Regions from separate parts of the Mus musculus genome. Here regions 2, 3, 4 and 5 are each linked to region 1. A link is a contact called in public Hi-C, HiChIP or PLAC-seq and Micro-C data. All regions are on one chromosome and are shown on one strand. The core of a region is the stretch at or near the end of the contact, and the rest is flanking DNA. Distances in the headings are between cores, read along the strand shown.

Region 1 (4,057 bases), core at 829-3,328:
CAAAGGATGCCGTGATGCTGTGTAAATAGTGAGGCCAGCAGTAAAGAACTGGGTTCTTGTTCTGACTTTATCACTCGCTGAGTAACTTCAGATTCCCTCTGGTTCTCATTTAAGCCAAGCGAGCATTTCTAACACGAGTTCTCTGAGATTTGCTTCAGTAAATTATGGTACTTCACAATTTATATTCCAGGTAAGCCCCGTGGCAAAGGCTCAACAGCAATAGTGGAGCCCGAGTAAAAACACGTCTCCTGATGGTCCGATGGGAGGGATCTTGAGGGCCAGGAGGTTAGCAAGAGCCCATGTGTGCCACTTCTTCCCCCAGGGACCCTCCCTGACTTCTCCTGGAAAGCCCATAGGCATGTCTCTCTCTTACTTCCTCTTCAGGACTCATTGGCCTCCTTTCCCTCTCCAGACTGGCACTTAAGCTGAACTTTATGAATGGGCAAAGAATTGGTCAGGAATGAAAGTTAAAACAAAACAGAGACCAACAAACAAAAATCCCAAACACTGAGGTGAATTTTAACCTCTAAAATGCCCACTGTAACAATAGTGAAGGTTCTGCAGGCCTCCTGGTCAATGTAAACCCACTTTTCCTCTAAAGCACAATTTGATCATTATTTATTAATGAATCACACTTCTCCTGTGGACAGAATCCTTCCTGTGTTCTCTTCTATCAGAAATGCATCCCATTCATTCACCTATGAGCTGACTTTTCTGCAACCTCCAGTGTGAAAACACCTTCCTCTTGTTTCAAGAAGAGTTATCAATTAGTACAGGCCCCAAACAGGGGTGGAAATCTGCATTGCATTACTTGTGACAGAGAAAATGGCAGACATAACCAGAAACAGGGAACAGGAAATTTTGGATAAACAGTAGTGGTGGTTATGAAGCAGCTGAAGCGAATCCCAGACACTAGAGTTTGTAACAGCATCTTGAATTGCAGGATTAAAGGTAACTACTTCCCACTTAGACATAATCTCCATTCAACTCAAAATTTGAGAGTAGATTTATAGACATGGCATTGTGTTCTATAATAGTGCCAGAAAGCAATAACTAAAGACACTTGTGGTGCACATTTGAATGTGGAGAAAAGAACAGAACACATAATAAATAACTTGAGTGGTTTGCTCTGCATACCATCATGGTTTCACAGTACACGGAGGTGAAATGAATGATTCTCATTTACAGACTCAATAACTGATTTTTTTTCAGGCTATCAAACAGCTTAAGTTTTTTCAACACAAGAGAACAATGCCTCTCTCATTGGGTTTGCGGTGTAGACTCCGAACAGAGTGTTTAATATACACAGCTCACCCTGCTCTTCTTGGGGGAACAGTCCTGATTAACTTTAGATTCTAAGAGAACCATAGGAGGCCTGAGATTCACTTGAAACTGAGGCTTTTAAGAGACTTTGTTTATGGCCTTCCTCGTTAGAATAGCTCTTTTCTTGTGAAGGAAAACACTAAGCTGGTTTCAAAAAAACGTACTGGCCTTGTCTTCAGCTCCATAATTCCTATGTATGCTCTTGGGAGGGCTAAGTGGATAAAAACTCAGACCTGGTTGTCTCTGTCCCCTAGTTCTTCATTCTCCTCCAGGCAGAAAGATGGCAGGCCATAGTAACGACAGATTTCAGATACTGAGATGTTTCCTGAGAGGACAACCTGACAGAAGAGTTAGGTGGGGGTGCTGAGGCACCAGGAAATGTCCAGATCCACCCCTTTAATGGTAACTACCTTCTTGGAAGCTCTGCACTCCCCACCTCTTCTTCTTTCCCCTCCCACTCTCTGTCTCTTTTCTGGTCCGTATCTGGCCTATCATAGTAAGAGGTCAGTCTGTTTTCCACACTTGGATAGTCTCATTCAAAAATTTTTGTCAATGGACAAGTCATAAGAAACCCTTCCATTTTCGGGCTCGTTGACGTCACCAAGGAGGCGATAAATATCTGTTGATATAATTGGATGTGAGATTCAGTGTTGAAATAGCAGAACTCTGTCCCTCGCTCCTTGGCAGGGCCCTATTATTTATGCAGGAGCAGAGGCAGCACGCAATCGAGCTGTCAAGAGAGCGTCAGCTTATTAGGCAAATGCTGCGTGCTTTCTGAAGAGGGTCGACATTATAAAATCTCACTCCAGGCTCTGGTGTGGAGAAACTCAGAGCCCAAGTACGTTGAGAGACTGAAGAGAAAGGGAAAAGGCAAAAGAAAAAAAGAAGAGAAAGGAGAAGAGGAAGAAAACCTGCAGGAGGCATCCTGAGAGAAGTCCCTCTGCAGAGGCAGCAGTGCGGGCTCACCTACCAAGGGAGGAGAAGGTAGGCAGCGCCTAGACGGGCGCCACCAACTTTGTGCTGCCTGAGCTGCTGTGGTGAGCCCCGGAGCCAGCTGCCCATGTGCTGGAATGCCTGTGCCTATGCATGTATGTGTGTCGCTAACTGTGCCTTAAAATTCCGATGACAGTGGCGATTTGAAAAAGCGAAGTTAGACGGCGGCTGCTCATCTTTATCCACTCAATCCAATCTGCCACTCACTGCTCATAGTCTGTGCAAAGAATGGCTCCCCTATTGCATCCCATGTCCCCAAGCAAACGGAGTAAGGGCAGGAATGGAGACAGAGAAGGTTGTTCTCAATTTGGCAGAAAAGGATGTCCGAAAGGGGGCGATTAGGGTGTGCGACAGCTTAAACCTGTGGCACTTGTCCGGGCTCAGGGAAGTCGGTTTAGGGAAGACGTTTGGGAGGTCCTTAGGAAGAGGAGCCAGGGGTTGTCCCTTCTAGGTCTCCAAAGAAGGGTCACCGCGGGCTCGCACCAGTTGAGCTTTGCAGGTACCTAGCTTCAGCACCGCGGACAGCGTCACCGAAGCCTAGAGCCTGTCTTGTCTGTGGGTGTCCGATAGGAAGCCCCGCTGCACCTTCCAGCTGAGCTAAACTCTGACCAATCTTACCTTTCTCCCCCACCTTCTCTCTCCCCCGACCTCAACCTCGGTGCTTCAGAGAGCGCCCCTAACATGCGGCTGCGGCTGCTGGTGTCCGCGGGCATGCTGCTGGTGGCTCTGTCGTCCTGCCTGCCTTGCAGGGCCCTGCTCAGCAGGGGATCCGTCCCCCGAGCGCCGCGGGCCCCGCAGCCCTTGAATTTCTTGCAGCCGGAGCAGCCCCAGCAACCTCAGCCGGTTCTGATCCGCATGGGTGAAGAATACTTCCTCCGCCTGGGGAATCTCAACAGAAGTCCCGCTGCTCGGCTGTCCCCCAACTCCACGCCCCTCACCGCGGGTCGCGGCAGCCGCCCCTCGCACGACCAGGCTGCGGCTAACTTTTTCCGCGTGTTGCTGCAGCAGCTGCAGATGCCTCAGCGCTCGCTCGACAGCCGCGCGGAGCCGGCCGAACGCGGCGCCGAGGATGCCCTCGGTGGCCACCAGGGGGCGCTGGAGAGGGAGAGGCGGTCGGAGGAGCCGCCCATCTCTCTGGATCTCACCTTCCACCTTCTGCGGGAAGTCTTGGAAATGGCCCGGGCAGAGCAGTTAGCTCAGCAAGCTCACAGCAACAGGAAACTGATGGAGATTATCGGGAAATGAAATGTTGCGCTTGGCCAAAACGATTCTGCATTTAGCACACAAGTAAAAATAAAAATTTAAAACACAGTATTCTGTACCATATCGCAGCTCCGATATCATTTGTTTATTTTTATATAGCTTGAAGCATAGAAGATGTACAGGGAGAGAGCCTATATACCCCTTAATTAGCATGCACAAAGTGTATTTCTGTGTCGTAACAAAACAGCGTTATTTGTATTGCCCATGCTTAATTTCTATGTGCAAATAAGCGTCTTTATAGCGATATCTTAAAGAAAATGTGGCCCCAAGGAGGAAACCTTTGAAAAAGCAGATGGGAGTCATCCAGTTGTTTTTATTTGGAGCTGCAGTGGAAGAGAATTCATTCTTGAGGGGTGGCTAGGACGAAATGTGTAAGCTCTTTGAATCAACTTTTTCTTGTAAATGTTTCAGTAATAAAACATCTTTCTGATTCTTGGTCAATTTGGTTGTGTAAGAGAACGTTAAATATATTTTTAAT
Region 2 (4,057 bases), core at 987-3,486, 510 kb after region 1:
ACATATAAATATACATATACATATATACTACATACTTGCCCAGAAGCCAGAAGACACTGGATCCCCTGGAATTGGCATTATAGACAGTTGTAAGCCATCATGTCAGTTCTAGAAATGAGCTCTTACACAAGAAAGAGCAACAAGGGCTCTTAACTGCTGAGCCATGTCACCAGACCCCTGTTGTTTGAATGGCCTTAGAAGGCTGAGGTTGATACTGCACACCTAGTATCTGGTGTCTGACGAAGATCCCATAAGCTACGGAATTATTAGCTAGTTTGGCTACATGACCAGCTTGGTTATTTGTTAAGACTTGTTTTATTTAGCCAATATACTTGTATTTGCCAATATATAGTATATTGATGGAGCACGCCAGTCATCTCAGCACTTGGGAGAGGAAGGTAGACCCCTCTGAATTCCACGCAAGCCTTTTCTACACAGCAAGGTCCATGAAAACTAGGGCTATACAATAGATCCTGTCTTAAAAGCCAAAAACAACAAAAAGGATGTATGGTTAGAGACCAGAAGAGAGCTTCCTGCCACTTAGAGCTGGAGTTATACATGTGTGCCACAAGAGGGTACCCACAAACATTGCACACCCAGCTCTATAAGCAAGCCTAGCTCATCCTCCTCCACTGTCCATCAAATCCTATTTATACCCTCCAAACAACACATGTCCTTCACAGGTCTTGAGCATGTGTGTCCATCTCAGCTGACATCACTCTGCCAATCAGCCCTGCATCTGCGGATGCAGCAAGAAACTGCAACACACCACCATTATGGAGCACTTCTCTCCCTAGAGTCTGACAAATGCAGCTCAACTACGAAGACCAATACATGCATGTCATTAGCAAATAAATCTTAATCCCATGTCCTTTCACGTGCTTGCTTTCGTAGAACATCCTTTCGCCTAGGTCCACTTCAGCTACATGTTCCTTCACGTGTTTAGCCCAGCAGAACACCGTACAACACAGTTTCTAAAGAACCCTTAAGTTTCCTCTTCAGTTACTAGACTTGCATTTCAATTCAAAGATTAGGGTGTTGATAGAGAGTTAGCTGCACATCGTGACTGAGACTTTTCTTAGCTCGTAAGCATTTTATAGTCAAACTCGGTTGTATATAATCGCAAACCCATTTCTATTACCTTCTTTTTAAAAATAATTTTTACCTTTTAAATGATTTTTGTGTATGTACAATATATGTGATCAATATATGTGGACACAACTTACTTTCATGTAACAAGATAGTAAGTGTCACAACTTCCTTGACTAAGTCATTGTAATGTAAAACAACTACATACACTAGGAAAAGGTGACTGGAATCGGGCGTGGTGACTGAGGCAGGAGGTTTTAGGCAGCTCAACCTAATCTACATAGTGCATTCCACCCCAGCCTAGAGTAAGGAAGACAACTCTGTCTCAAAACCAAACCAAACAAAAAAGTGAACGCTAAATTACCAAGTATCATGAAATACTCCTTAATATTCTTTTCCGGATGTGGTGAAGCAAGCTTTAAATCCTGTAGTTGGGAGGTGGAGGGGGTAGGATCCGAACTTCTATTGACCATCCTCAAGCACAAAACGAGGTTTAAGCCAGAAGAGGTTACATCAGACCAATCACAAAACAAACCATCAGGCGGAAAGAAAGGTTTGGTTAAGTTTGACTTCAGATCTCAAAGTTTCTGTAGTCTGGCTACACGCAAACTGCGCACGCTTAGAAAGTTCAGAGCTGCCAGCCGACAATGACAGGAAAGTAGGTCCAGGTAGAACAGGCTGAACGCCGTGGGCCGCCCCGTTCAGCCCGGATCCAGCGAGGGCACAACGCCGACTGCGGGGGATGGGAGCCAGGCCGGCGGCCCGCGGAGCTCAGCAGGCCAGGCGCGGGCGAGCCGGAGGGCTGCTCTCTGCTCCGGGCTTCCGCGGCCTCCCTCCCGCTCGCCGGCCTCCCGCGCCGCGCCCCGTCCCCTCCCTTGTCCACAACACGGCCTCCCGCCACCGTTCAGCTCCGGGTGGTAGCCATTCCCCACCCCGCCAACCGCTTTTCTGTCCCGGGCCCCACTCACCTCGGCTGCGCAGCAGCCCTCACCTTCGCAGCTGCTCAGCCTTCCAGATTGGCTGTCCCAGGACCTTATGCCAATCAGCCAATCCCCGCCCCTGGCCCGGCCTAGGCTGACCAGTGAACGGCTCGCTGAGGCCCGGGGGCGGGCTCAGGAGAGGCCGGCGGAAGGCGTGTCTGCTCGCCGGCCACGCCGGCTACCTGTCCCGGGCTCTGTGCGCACGCGCGGTGCCCAGTAAGGGGCGTGTGCTTGCTAGTGTGCCGCGCTTTGTCTTGGGTGCTTCTGCCCCTGTTATTTTTGTTGGTAAACTTCGCCCCTTTTGGGTGTAGGAATACCCACATTCCGAGTGAAGTCTCAAATGTGTGCCCGCTGAAAGGAGCTAGGTCCTTAGCCTAGCCTAGCCTAGCCTGTGTCGAGCCCTTCTCAACCCACGCTCTGTGGGGACTTTGTCTGCCAGGGCGATCTGTTTCGGGCCTCAAATCCCGGACGTATGTTCTGGAGGAGTGGAAGGCGCGGCTCAGAGGGAGTGAAGACTTTTCCTGCCTTCAGTTCCCCCGCCTCAAAGTCTGCCTAATTGGTGTGCGTAGTTTTTAATGAAGGGTTATTCTAGATTTCAGATAACCTAGTCATGAAAATACGATCAGTCTGTGTCAAGTTAGCTATAAGCAGCACGGTGGTGTGTGTGGGTGCGATAAAACGTGAATATGGAGGGAAAGCCTATCAGTAATTCAAGAGGCCGCTCCTACCTGGGCGTGGCGGCTCCTGCTATGTAAAACGAGTAGTTTGAAGTTGGAGGCTGGAGGATCCAGAGTTGAAGACCAGCCTATGTCCAAAACAACCTGGAAGAGGGTGGAAGAGTTGAGGTGGGAAGTGGGCAGCAGCTGTTGCTACTTCGCCTTCTCTCTTACCCTCTCATTGGAGCGCTGGTGTTCTTACCCTGGATGGCCTAAATTCCTCCTGGCTACTGCTTTGGATTTCACCTAGAGCTTCAATTCAGTTACTCAGCAACGGCTCGTTGGGAGCCCATTATGACAGTACAAAGTTGGTGGGGTTTGTTTGTTTGTTTGTTTGTTTTTTAAGCCTTGAACCACACCCTGAGTAAGCCTACCAAAAGGCAGGGAGATCAAAACAAGGTTAATTAATATATGTGACCAAGTGTTATAACGTTTTAAGTACAAAAGGGCCTGACAGGCTGTGACCAAGGCTGGGAGAGAGAAGCCTGAGAGAGCAGTTCAGGGAGGGGTGCTTGGTCTGAAGGCTGATGAAAAGACAAAAGCTGCTGAAGTGAACTGGTAGGGACCACACACCAGGGCGACCATTCCAATGATACTTGTAGGATTTACTGCTAAGCTATTAGTTGCCTCAGGATCCCTGGTCACCAGCTGTGTGACCCACAGGTGACTCTCAGCTGCCTGCCACCACACAGGCCTATGTGATTGTCTATGTTTAAGAAGAAGGGTATCTGAAAGCACCCATCAGTTGGAGATGGCTTAAAACCTGTTTTTTGTTTTGTTTTGATTTGATTTGATTTTTTCTTTACAACTTCCCTCCCTTCCCACCTTGCTTTACCCTCAAGTGCCCTGGAGTGGCCCTGAACTTTTTGACAATCTAGATGAAGGTGCAGTGACTTAAACCTGAGTAATTTTATCACAAATTATTGTTTCTCCCAGTAATGGAATCATTTCTAAGAATTCTGACCAAGCTGTGTGCCATCTCATTCAATACAATAACACAAAGAGCCTATCAACATGGTGCCTGGTACCAAACCCTGGTGAAGGAAAAAGAGAGTTTGAAATACATCCAGCCAGGATCTAATCGAAGAAAGACCTGCAGTCCTTATGCTTTTGAACTTTTAAGCTTTGCTTTGCTTTTGTTTTGCTTTGCTTTTGTTTTGTTTTGTTTTGTTTTCGAGACAGGGTTTTTCTGTATAGCCCTGGCTGTCCAGGAACTCACTCTGTAGACCAGGCTGGCCTCGAACTCAGAAATCCACCTGCCTCTGCCTCCGG
Region 3 (4,057 bases), core at 635-3,134, 460 kb after region 1:
ACCTAAGGTAGGTGGTTGAAAGTCGCCAGACAATTTCTGTGGACACAGATTTCCATAAGTTAGTACCTCAGCTCAGTGTCTGAAGCTTCTGCTATGAGAGTGAGATCAAACCAGATTGTGTTTCCAGATGTGGCTATAAGTAGAAGAACTAGAGAACGGGACCCAGAGCTCTCAAAGCCTTGGACTCTGTGTTCGTACAGATTGTTTTCAAGTGTCCCCCATGTGAGATTGCTGGGTACGTTGGTGCAGAGCCTGAGGCCATAAGACATAAAACGCTATACTTACTCCTGTCCCTGAGACATGTAAGCCCACTTGAAAGGAGAGCACTTAAATATTGTTCATCTTGTCCCTTGAAGTTCATATAAGAGCCTCACTTTAGGCAGACAAGGAGGTTCCCACCTGTAAATCCCAGCACTTAAGAGGCTGAGATAGCAGGATTGCCAGGAGTTTGAAGTCAGACTAAATAAATAGTAACTTCTCTCCCTTGCCTGTCAGAAATTGGTAATTGCCGAGTTGTTTTTCTTACTAGTGTACATTTATTGATGTCCTAAGCAACATGCTGCTAGGAAGGGAGGGAGGGAGGGAGGGAAGGGAAGGGAAGGGAAGGGAAGGGAAGGGGAAAGGGAAAGGGGAAGGGGAAGGGGAAGGGGAAGGGGAAGGGGAAGGGGAGGGAAAGGGGAGGGAAAGGGAAAGGGGAGGGGAAAGAGGAATGCTGCAGACCCTCTGGGTCCCCTTGTCTGCTTGGACAGGTCTCTGGGTGCAGATGGGCAAGGAGTAGGCGGGAATGACACAGATGCACACAGAGAATCTGAATGTATTTTGTCAAGTCCAGCATCAAACTTTTTATACAGAAGAATAACAAGATACAATCCACCAAGTTACAGTGACACAATACAAAAGGAATGCGTACATCAAAAGAAGGACCAGGCCACTGCCACTAAGAAGGGAGACAGGTGTAAAGCTAGTCTATTGTTAAGCCCACCACCAGGGGTTCTACTTTAGCAGACCTTCTCATGAATACTGCAATACCACAACCCCCCTATTTCCTGGGCCCTGATAATTTCTTGTATGAGTTTAACTTTTAAGTGTCTGTGGAGAATCTCCATTTGTCAGAAGAATTAACCAACTTGCTTCTAATGTGCAATGTAGCCTGTACTGAAGATTTCTATCTCAGTGGGATTCCCTGGCTCTTTCATGGTAAACACTCTGCAGACCAGCCCTGAGCTGCTGGCTCTGTCTTTTGTAATGCTTAATTAGTTACTGAATAGGTAACTTCCTTCCTGCATTCCTACCGGATTCCAAGCTCGGTTAGGCTTCTGGAATATTGGAACACTGGTGGGAGGCTTTAGCTATGTCAGAATTCAATCTTAAAAGACACTTATAATAAAATAATACTAAAAGAGAGCACGTGGGTCCAAACACTAGACTAACTCAGGGATAGGGATAGGGTGTGAGTATACGGGTTAATGAGAACGCCAAAACTCCAGGAGGTGAGTTCCTTTTGAAACTTTATGCCTCGTGAGTGCTGCCAGGCTTCTCAGCCTGTCAAACAGACTTCACTGGAGTGTGCGTGGCAGGGAAAAGGGGAAAGGGAAGGAAGGGAGTTTTGACCTGAAAATTTAGACTGAAGGTGGCCATTTTTATTGCTGAAACCTATAGTCAGCTAATAAACTTTGATAATGGTTATTTTCTTAAGTTTGGTGAGTAAAGTTACATTGCTGCTATTAATGAAATTCCCTTTCTGGCATGAATGCATTGTGAAAAGGGTCCTGAATGTGGCCATCTATTGGTAGAATGAAAATACTCAGCCCCGTATATCAGTTTAGAGTCCTGTTTCTGAGACTGTTTCTTACCTTAGCTGTTTTTAGTTGATGAAAGTGAAGCCCTCCCTATCAGGTGAGCCCTGTCCCTCAGGCGGCAGCACCGTGCATCAGAACACAGCCTGCACTGCACTGTCCCAGGGAAGCACCACAAGGCTGCTGCTTCATGACCTAGCAGTTGTCCCACTGAGAAATTAACAGGCAGAGCAGGAGAGCCACTGTCCCCACTGGCTCCTGTGGTGGAGAGCGTATTTCAGGAACGTGCGTGACTAACTCTTCTGTTCCGCTTCAGCTTGCCAGTTCTGTCACTCCTTGGGATATCTTGCTGAGTTTAATTGCAGCCGCCACTCACGATCTGGATCACCCAGGTGTTAATCAGCCGTTTCTTATTAAAACCAACCATTATCTAGCAACTTTATACAAGGTCAGTACCGCTTCATTGGAAATTAATTTGGTTTGCTTTGTTGTTGCTTGTTTTTTAGTATGTGCTTAAAATCTCAGCACTAAGGAGAAAGACAAGAGGATCCCTTGAGCTTACTAGCTGACCTGCCTCGTCTAATCCATGAGGCTCAAGCCAGTGAGAGAGAGAGAGACCCTCTCAAAAAAACAGTGTGGATGACTCCTGAGGAACGAATCCAAGGTTGGCCTTTGGCCTCTACACACATGCATGGGTGCACGTTGCTCACTCCACAAATGCACTCACCCACCCACAAATAAACACACGCACAAATAAATTAACAATACTTTAGTGTTCTGTATTCTACACTATTTAATGTTTTGAGGAAATGAAAGGAGTCAAAGTAAATTTCCAATGAATGTTAATGCTTTAACCAAGCTAATTATTACTGACAAATGGTTCTTCGTGTGCAGAAATGACTGTTGGGTAACCAAGAGACCCTTTCTTGTAGAATTCCTCAGTCCTGGAGAATCACCACTGGAGATCTGCAGTGGGCTTGTTAAGAGAATCTGGTTTGTTCTCACACTTGCCATTGGAAAGCAGGTAAGGTGGCTTAAAACAAATGCATTGCCTATGGAAATAAAGTTACTAATTAAGATAAAAATATGTTATTCAGCTGCTCCATAGCTTCCCGTTTCATTAAACTAAACGTATCTTTTTAAAAATCAAGATTAGCTGGGCGTGGCACGCCTTTAATCCCAGCTCTTGGGAGGCAGAGGCAGGCAGATTTCTGAGTCGAGGCCAGCCTGGTCTACAGAGTGAGTTCCAGGACAGCCAGGGCTATACAGAGAAACCCTGTCTCGAGAAGCAAAACAAACAAACAACAACAACAACAAAATTATCAAAATTGTGGTGCTGGAGAAAGGGCTCAGCAGTTTAGAGTTTTTGCTGTTCTAGGAGAAGATCTGGGTTCAGTTCCCAGCTCCCACATGATAGCTCACAGATATCTACACATGGCACACATACATAAATGTGAGCCAAACACAGATACACTGGAAATCCAAAGGAAGTTATACCCAAATTCTTAAGCCTGCTACGTAGTTGTCGCTTTTACATTGGCTATTTATTTTTATGAAAGATACCCCTTTTTGAGTACTGTAAAAGTCACTTCACACATAATGGCTCAGTGGGTGTACGTACCTTTTCTAATAAAGGTTTCAGGTGCATACCTGAAAGATTACACAGAAAGTGACAGTGCATAACAAGATATATTCAGACCACAACATATGCAAAGCCAGTAAAACAAGGATAATAAGGCCCTGTGCCCTCATGTACGCTTTGGAGCTGTCGTGAAGGATAATGAATAAAACAACAGAAAATAGCTTAAAAAATAATTTAATACTAAGGACTAAGGCCATTTTGGTGGCATAAGAAGAAACACTAAAGTTAAATAAGTCCAATATGATGGTGTTGGCAAAAACATCTCAAACCTTGCCGGCATGGTATTTTAAACTTTGTGTTAAATATTCAGTATTGTGTTTGTTTGAACCTGTTTGGTTTTTTCCGAATGTACTAAATGTGTGTGTGTGTACTCAGCACAGGTGTGCTGTGGCACAACAGGTCTGAGGATTGCCTTCAGCAGTCCTTTGTCTGCTTCCTCTGGGGTCCCAAGGATGACCTCAGGCCATCAGGCTCAGGAGGCAAGGACTCCTGTGAGCCATCTCAATGGTCTTCTTGTTACCATTAATACCAAGATAATCTTATTGTGACTCTGTTGAGGGTTTTTTTTTTTTAAATCTCATATGAGGCCGTTTTTAAAAAGATGCAGTATATGTGCTGT
Region 4 (4,057 bases), core at 803-3,302, 360 kb before region 1:
TACTCTAATCCTCTGCAGGAACAGCAAGGGCTCTTACCTGCTGAGTCGTCTCTTCAGCTCCCAAACTGCAGTTTAAAGAAATACAGACTGAACTATACTAATGTAAAGTGATACAACTGGTATTTGTTTTTACAGGACAAAAAGAAAAGAAAAGAAAAGAAAAGAAAAGAAAAGAAAAGAAAAGAAAAGAAAAGAAAAGAAAAGAAGAGAAGAGAAAGCAAGCAAAAATAGAAAATACTTGCTAACCATTGAATCTTATTCTCATTTTGTTAGAAACTTTCTCATAATAAATTAAATATCATTAGAATTATATTACTAAATAACAAAGATGCCCTTAATAAAGATTATTGTTCAAAGAAAATTATATATATATATATATATATTCTCAATCTGTCCATTTTCTTTCTCTCACACACATTTTCACATACATTCATTTCAGAGAACAGGAATACATAAGAAAGAACAAGGACTGTTTTTACTACAAAAATGAATAACCTAATGCAAAACATGATGGATTTGAAGTCATTTCTTAAATTTACCACGTTCCTCAGTAATCACAAGGACCAAATGTGTGGGCAAAAGTGCTTTATAAACTATAAGCATAGGAGAAAAGTAAGAAGTTAATCAGTTAGTCAAGGTATTTATGACTAGCCTTTCATTCAAAGTAAAACATTCATTGTATACATCACCTTTTACTATAACTTACTGTTAAAACCATAAACATACCATAATTTTATTATCTAATCTTTTACTTACAACTCCTGTGTAATAGCGTAGTCCAACAACTTGTCCTCTCATAGTTCCAAATAAAACCAAATCTTGCTCTTCATCACTCGTTAGGAAGTCATCTGGAGGAATAATGTCTTGGAATTCAAAATGTGGCAAGAAAGTTGAGTATGAAAGTCTTGGAATATTTTCGTGTGATCCATACTGGACAGACTGCGAATACTTCCAAACAGGACCCCTGTTTTAAAACAAAACAAAAAACCAAAAACAAAACAGGACTTGTTTTTCTTTTTTTGGTTTTTCGAGACAGAGTTTCTCTGTATAGCCCTGGCTGTCCTGGTCCCCTAACCCCTTCCCCTCTTCTCTTTCCTTTTCTGAAACTGGGTTTCTCTGTGTAGCCTTGGCTGTCCTACTCGCTCAGTAGACCAGGCTGGCCTCAAACTCAGAGATCCACCTGCCTCTCCCTCCCAGGTACTTGGCTACCACTGCCCGCTATGAAAATAACTTTAAATTTTAACATAAATGCATCCACAGCATCCTCTGCTTTAACTCCTTTGGAACAGAACACATTTTAAATCGAGCATCTAAATTGTGACACTATAGAGAACTGACCTTGAAGCCCCATTATTTTAAAGGATAGGGATAATTGTTGCAAAAATGGGCATGAAAACCACAGTAGATGATGAAAAGAGGTGTTTGCTGGAAGCCTCCTAGAAGATGTAGTTCTCCTAAAAACACACGGGGCTATCAAGTCGCGAGTTTCCCTCTCAGCTCCTCTGCAAATATGCTTTAGTGCGCTTTTGCATAGTGCCGGGAAATACAAGTTGGAAGCTGTTACCATAACAATGCCTAGCGAACAGTGGGATAACATTGGTGAATAAATCACCCCCCGCTTCCACCCCCCCCGCCACCCCCCCCCCCCCCCCCCGCCAAGCCCTTGACGCAGATTCTCCGAGGTCGCAGCCACTCTGGTCAGCCGCGACAATGCATTGGTGCCTCCAGGAGCAACACCGGCAAGCGACCCGCAGAAGGGATGCAAACTGCACCTATAAAGCGCCCGGGCGCGCACCTTCACTAGAATAGAGCGCAGAGCAATTGGCCTCACGCCCAGCCCCCCTCAGCCCTTCACCTCGTGAACGTATAGGACATGGCGCGGGGCGGGGTGACTTCGGGATGCCCTGGGCTCCCCAGATCTTCCCAGACAGCCTGATAAAGCTCCTCAAGGCGTCGTGGCCCAGGCGCCGGAATCCAAATCAGAACCGCCAGGCCGCGTCCGCCCGGTGAGACGTGTCCACACCACTCCTTCCTGCAACAGTCTGAGAAACCGGTGACGTTCTGCGATCGGCACCGCCAGGGCCCAATCCAAAGGAAGAGTCTACGAAGACCAACCAATCACAATACAAGAGGGTGGGGAGCTCCGCCCAGTGCTGCGATTCAAAGGCAGTGCGGCGCGTCCGGGTTCTACCTGGTTCTTCCGCAGTCCGAGACGCCTTGCACGGTAAAACATCGAGGCTTCTTGAGTGAGCCACAGGGCTCAAGGTTCTGACGGACTAGGGGGAAAGAGGTCTTCTAGCCACTGCCCTAACTCCTCAAGGATGTCCCCATAGGTCAGACGCTCCCTATCTGATGGAATGCCTAACAGGGCCTACTCCAGTAGGAGCCCTGGGTGGGATACCTGCATTTCCTCTGCTGAGCCCTGACTCTATTTATTCTTAGCGACCTCCGTGTATGCGAGACCCTGAGTTCTGGAAATCTGAATGAGAACTTACGAATTTCCTTCTCCCATCTCGCTTTTATTGTGTTTAAAGAAATTTTTTTCCCTTGGTAGAAGAAAGCCATAAAGTAATACAACCTTATAGCTCTTGCTGAAAAAGGCAGACTGGTCCAACATTAGTTGTAAGGTCCGAGGTGGTGGCTGGGGCTACGTGTGTTTTCTTAGGAAAATGAAGGAGGCACTATAAAGAAACTTTTTTTTTCTCTCTTTTTTTTTTTAATTAGGTATTTACTCGTTTACATTTCCAATGCTATCCCAAAAGTCCCCCATACCCACCCACTCCCCCTTTTTGGCCCTGGCGTTCCCCTGTACTGGGGCATATAAAGTTTATATGTTTATACTTTATAATCTAAAGGGACATTTCACTTTGGAGTTTTGTATGCAACAGTATCAGGCAAGGTAAAGGTAATTCCAGCATCTTGAAAGACCATAAAACTACTTTTGATGAAGCAGCCATTAACTGCTGCATCTTCTGCTGCACCAACAGTAGGAAGCTAAAGGTATTGCCCAGCCAAACATAATAGGGTGTGCTGTAAACCATCGGAATGTCTAGATGTGTTTGTAAACATTTTAAACACTGGAAGTCATCCTTCCTAGAGTGGTCCATTTTATGCTTCCATCAGCAGAGGATGAAAGGTGGTCAGTAAGATGTTTTAAGAGGCACATGTTCATTGTCTTAAATATTGATGATCTGTGAACTAAAAGTAAAATGTGACCATTTGAGGATTGTCTGCTGGAATGGCACCCTAGGGAATGCTATGATAAAAAGAAAGGAGAGAGAGAGAAGCAAAAACAAGAAAACTAACTTTAACAGTATTAAGAGACAATTTATGCTGGAGGCAAATATCAGTCATTGGCCTGGGAACACAGAATTAGGCCACCCCAAGTGCTATGTTTCAATTGAAGCCATTTCATGAAGCTTTTATACTAACAGGACAAAGAAAGTCATAAATCAAGATACTTTCCAAATATATTTGGTGTGACCATTAGGTAGGTGGGAAAGAGTATTACAGGGAACCTTTATTAGAGACCTAAGATACTGACATTATCCTTAGCTGTTTAGTTTGCTGAGTGGTAGCACTGTATGTACATTCCAAATGATTTACCCTGTGGTCACAGAAACATGTTAAGTGCAGAGGAGGACAATAAGTAGCAATTAAGAAGGCTAGAGATGGCCTAAGAAAATTTGGCTCTGGGTTTGCAGCATTTGAAATGCTGCACAATCATTGTAGCTCAGTTAATCAGCCTTACAGAAGATTCATTTGATGGCGCATCATCTTCCCTGGGATTTTTGTGCATGTTAAACAGGCACTCTTCCTCTGAGTTACATCTCTAGCCCTCACTGAGAATCTGAAGAATGAAATATTTCATTCCCCCAACAGGAAACTTACTGCAGATAATGTTTCGTTTGCTTCGGATATTTTACTTTCTTCATGGTATATTATGATACAAATGCAAAGTTGGGTTTTGGGTTTTTGTTTGTTTTTTTTTTTTTCCAGTATTAGGTATTGAATCTTAGGGCCTGTCCAACCTGGGAAAGCTCTCTATCCACAGCCT
Region 5 (4,057 bases), core at 1,151-3,650, 340 kb before region 1:
GCTGGCATCTTTAGAAGAGGAGGAAGAGACATCAAGAATGAAACAGACCAGTGAAGACAGTGAGAAGGTAGCCATCTGTAAGCCATGGAAAGAGGGCTCAAGAAAGCAGGCCTTCTCATGTATTGACATTGGACTTCCAGCCTCCAGAACTGAAGAAGTGGAGGAGGAAGAGGAATAGAAGGAGGAGGACTCTGTTGCTGAAACCAAGCAGTGCGTTTTATTTGTCATGATAGTCCTAAAGAACAAATGGGACATGATGGTATGCCACCCTGGTCCCTGCTTTTGTAACAGGAGACAAGTGAGTGGTTTCTACTCACAGATCCTCACAAACAAGGAAACTAGGCATACACTCACTCGAAGCTATCTTCATGCAATGATTAATTTTATCAACTTTACTGTATTCAGAATTAACTATATAACACACTTCTGAATGTGTCTGTGGGCACATTTTCAGAAGGGTTTAATGCAAGAGGGAAGACACAGCTTGAATGTGGGCTCTGCCCTACAATGCTGTGAGGTCTTGGACTGAAGGGATACAAAACAGTATTGAGAAGGCCATTTTCTCTTTTTTTCTGATCAGCCCAGGTAGAAGCAGTTTCCTCCATGATGGACCCTACCTCCTAAATACTGATCTAGACCAAACCGTTCCTCTCTGAAGTATAAGGATCCATGATTTGCCAAAGAATGATACCCCAGACTCAAATGTGGGGTCTCTCATTACCAGAACAGAGACCACCAAGTCAGTTTGCAAGCCTGATTTAAAGCACATTAGGGAATTCTGGGGTAGGTGACCCTGTCAAGATTGACATGGAGGTTGGGTCCATCTCTATAGACATTCCATTACTGGGGTGTGGGGGCTGGAAACTTGCTGGGGAGGTCTGAAAACTGTTGCTGAAGAAGTCTGGAAAGTGCTGCTGACCCAGTGTCCTTGCCTCAGGCCAGGTGGCAGGGCGGCTTCTAAGGCCTGGACTTGCCTGGAATTGTCCAGTTCTTAGAGACAGAGATTTAGGCCTATTCTCCTTAGCTGCCAATTTGAAGTCTGTCATGGAATCAGCCTAGCTTTCTCATAAGCTGATGGTCACAGAAGTGAGAAAAACAGTTAATAAAGATAAAAATCTCTTCCCAAAATTTCTTAGGTCAGCCAGGTACAGGGACTATATCAAGGGAGAAGAAGCTATCTCTAGAGAAGGTAGTGCCATTCTAGGACTTAATGAATCTCACAAAAGTCAAATTACATTCAATTAATATCCTGAAGAGGAAAAATTAATCAAAAGAGACAGACACTTAAATCAGATACTCATAAGAGGGAAAGGGGATGTTTATGGATGTCACATGAGTAGCAATCTGCTTGTTTTCCTGATTTCTGTAGCCCAGATCTCTGGACTATTCCATGTATTCTTTGCTCACTGAGTTTAATGAACCCGTCTCCCAGAGTGTTCCTAGTAGAGGATGAAGTACATGATTCCTCGTCATCTGGAAGGTATTCGAAATGGCAGCAGTTCAACTTCAGTCCAATTGCTCCCACATTATAAATTCTCAGAGCAAAGGACTCAAGGTAACCATCAGCATGAGAATTGAAGTTTGCTCTTTTCAGTGTAAAAAGAAGAGCATCCTCCAGTCAACCAATACGTACATATGTGCATGCAAACACATATATTTTCTAGAATTGTTAAAAAAACATTATAGATCTGGTTTATTAAATCTCCCAAAATAGAAAAATTCCGACGGCAAGTTTCTTCAATATAGGAAATACTTAGGAACTGTATATTGACCATCCGGGGATCTCTCTCCTCCCCTATTATCTAAGGCTTAGAGGAAACTTTTGCCAAATGCCTGCAAAATGTTTTCATAGATCTTCTCATCCAATGCATTATTTTTTTATTTTTATTTTTTGCTAAGCATCTTCGAGGATTTGCCCTTTTCAATAAAACCATTGTAGGATCCACAGTATTTGTGGTGTGTTTAACCCTACGTTGGGAGTTTAACATCAGGTTTTGCAGTTTCATCCTTTAGAAGCAGACTTTGTGTGCCCCGGTACAGGGGAACGCCAGGGCCAAAGGGGGGGAGTGGGTGGGTAGGGGAGTGGGGGTGGGTGGGTAAGGGGGACTTTTGGTATAGCATTGGAAATGTAAATGAGCTAAATACCTAATAAAAAATGGAAAAAAAAAAAAAAAAGTTCAAAGTCTAAGGCAAGTCGACCAAGGCACAGACGGGCAGATGATCGAGTGTTAAACACGCTGAAGGTTTCACATACTAATCTGTCCAGAAGCAGCAAAGTTAACATCTCCAAAGAGGAACCGAGGTCTCTGCATCCACTTAGGGTAGCACTTCACTTAGCGCGCGGCCTCTTTAAGGAGCGGTGCCCGGGGTGTGGTCGCAGCGCTCACGTGATCCGGAGCAGCTCTCTAAGCTTGCGGAAGCCGCCCAGCGGTCCGGGCGCCGGGATGGTGCGTCTGTACAACCTGCACCCGTTTGGGTCGCAGCAGGTAGTCCCCTGCCAGTGGGAGCCGGAGCAGGTCTGCTGCGGCGGGAGCGACGCGCTGTTCGTGGCTGCCGGCTGCAAGGTGGAGGCGTTCGCTGTTCAGGGCGAAGAGCTGTGCCGGCAGCGCTGCGCCTTCTCCACGCTAGGCAGGGTGCTGCGCATGGCCTACAGCGAAGCCGGTGAGGAGCGGCTTTGGGGCGGGGCTCTGGGTAGGGAAGGGATTGGTGCTCTTCTAGGCTGGCTGCTGACAGTCAGTGTGGGTCGGGCACTAAGTGCTAAAGTCATTTTGTGTAGTTGTTTTAGCGACCGCAGATCCGGTGTCGTGCCACGGTCCGGTGCTTGCCTAGTTTGCTTGAAGCCTTGGTCTGATCCTCCTTACTCAGATTGCTTCAACTAGTCATTCTAGCACTTTGGAGGTAGAGACCGGAGGATCTGAAGTTTAAGGTCCTCTGCAGTTTGGTGAGTTCCATTCTAGCCTAGGCTACAAGTAATCATGTCTCGAAGCAAAACAAAGCAGACACCCCACGTGGAGATGCAATGCTGACTGATCCCGTCCACAGCTTGAAATAAAGACGTGTGGCTCGGTTCCACTTATGCCAGACCCTTAAAAGATTAATGTAAGAAAACAAACCTGGTTCAAGAGAAAGAGGAGGGAGAATGATATCCTGAAGTTCACAGGAGGCTCGACCTCAAAAGTTATCTCAAATCGGAGCCAGCCCTTTTACCTCTTAAGTCACTATCACTTGTGGTTGATTTATTACATTGGGTTGTATCAAATGCTTGGCCCTGGTTGGATACTAATGACTTGAGCCACACCGACTGGAGGAGGCTAGCACTAAACCATGATAACCTCGTTCTTGAAACCTTGAAGAACAAAGATGCTTTTATTACCATGTTGGCTGCCTTAAAGAGCTTCAGGAATCATGTGGGATGGCATAAGTATCACGGGCCATATAACTCAAAGGTAGCATTCAGTCCACAGTTGAACTTCAACTTCTGAGTGTAACTTCTATTAACCCATGCATGACTAAACATTAATAGGCTGACCCCTGGCAATGCCTAAGTTCAGAAAACCTGTCTGATGTCTCCTTTGATGCCTTTTTTTCTTCTGAGTAAATGTTCTGGTCTGTGTTCTCTCAGTGCCTAGTGTCCTCTGCCATAGCAAATCCACCTTGTCAACAACCAGGACTATCTGTGCATTTATATTTACTGTGAATGTTTTGGAGGCCTTTTTCCCAGGCAGAAAGCATTTTCTTTTTCTGTCAGGTCCAAAGGAAACCCCAAGTCCCAAACTCCAAAGGGCAGTCCAAAGATCCAGACGTGAGCTCCTCCATGGCTATAGGAGGAGTTCTGGTGTTTAGTTAAAAGCCAGCCTTCCTTCCTCAGGAACTTGTGGAGGCAGTTCCTGTCTGTCAGAGGAGTCATTTCCCTTACCTCTGGCAAAAGGAGCTATGGCTCTTCAATCTACATACACGTGTGATACTACTCCTCAGCATCCCAAGGTCCAGGCTAGCCTCAGGCCTCCCTCAGTCCCTGAAGTACCTATTACATATTTCCAAGTCCATGCTATCTCAC

What was found. Hi-C and Micro-C count contacts between places; a contact is called where the count stands out from the background. HiChIP or PLAC-seq counts read pairs in DNA pulled down with a chosen protein or histone mark.
Region 2: a contact with region 1 is called in a Micro-C map of embryonic stem cells, with 4 times the contacts expected there. The contact joins the promoter of Mtfr1 here to the promoter of Crh in region 1. A contact is called at or near these places in 4 of 39 promoter capture datasets (embryonic stem cells, hippocampal neurons, pre-B cells and 1 more) and 1 of 484 Hi-C or Micro-C datasets (embryonic stem cells).
Region 3: a contact with region 1 is called in a Hi-C map of embryonic stem cells, with 3 times the contacts expected there. The contact joins the enhancer-like site here to the promoter of Crh in region 1. A contact is called at or near these places in 4 of 39 promoter capture datasets (the 3T3-L1 cell line, embryonic stem cells, hippocampal neurons and 1 more), 1 of 15 datasets of contacts at CTCF or cohesin (embryonic stem cells) and 8 of 484 Hi-C or Micro-C datasets (adipose-derived mesenchymal stem cells, embryonic fibroblasts, embryonic stem cells and 2 more).
Region 4: a Hi-C map of embryonic stem cells shows a contact between it and region 1, with 2.2 times the contacts expected there. The contact joins the promoter of Hltf here to the promoter of Crh in region 1. A contact is called at or near these places in 1 of 39 promoter capture datasets (embryonic stem cells), 2 of 484 Hi-C or Micro-C datasets (both in embryonic stem cells) and 1 of 115 datasets of contacts at active chromatin or transcription factors (astrocytes).
Region 5: an H3K4me3 HiChIP or PLAC-seq map of bone marrow-derived macrophages shows a contact between it and region 1, with 2.5 times the contacts expected there. The contact joins the promoter of Hps3 here to the promoter of Crh in region 1.

Annotation. Positions count from the first base shown.
Region 1 is chr3:19,693,417-19,697,473 of GRCm38.p6, reverse strand. Crh (corticotropin releasing hormone) reads left to right here and starts at 2,078. Exons shown (of 2, transcript NM_205769.3): 1 at 2,078-2,307; 2 at 2,984-4,057. The coding sequence starts at 2,998. The coding sequence ends at 3,561. Gm42189 (a long non-coding RNA gene) reads right to left here and starts at 3,201. Exons shown (of 3, transcript XR_880694.3): 1 at 2,935-3,201.
Region 2 is chr3:19,186,289-19,190,345 of GRCm38.p6, reverse strand. Mtfr1 (mitochondrial fission regulator 1) reads right to left here and starts at 2,236. Exons shown (of 8, transcript NM_026182.6): 1 at 2,058-2,236.
Region 3 is chr3:19,231,863-19,235,919 of GRCm38.p6, reverse strand. Pde7a (phosphodiesterase 7A) reads left to right here. Exons shown (of 13, transcript NM_001122759.2): 7 at 1-7; 8 at 2,113-2,244; 9 at 2,729-2,820. Among named protein-coding and RNA genes, the nearest start is that of Mtfr1, 46 kb to the right of the region's middle. Within about 2 kb of position 1,884, at least 24 of the 459 cell types and tissues checked have an H3K27ac peak or open chromatin away from gene starts, as enhancers often do. A contact at or near this core is called in embryonic stem cells, where this site is marked.
Region 4 is chr3:20,055,806-20,059,862 of GRCm38.p6, reverse strand. Hltf (helicase-like transcription factor) reads right to left here and starts at 2,052. Exons shown (of 25, transcript NM_009210.3): 1 at 1,856-2,052; 2 at 757-964. The coding sequence starts at 1,875.
Region 5 is chr3:20,033,653-20,037,709 of GRCm38.p6, reverse strand. Hps3 (HPS3, biogenesis of lysosomal organelles complex 2 subunit 1) reads left to right here and starts at 2,400. Exons shown (of 17, transcript NM_080634.4): 1 at 2,400-2,661. The coding sequence starts at 2,445.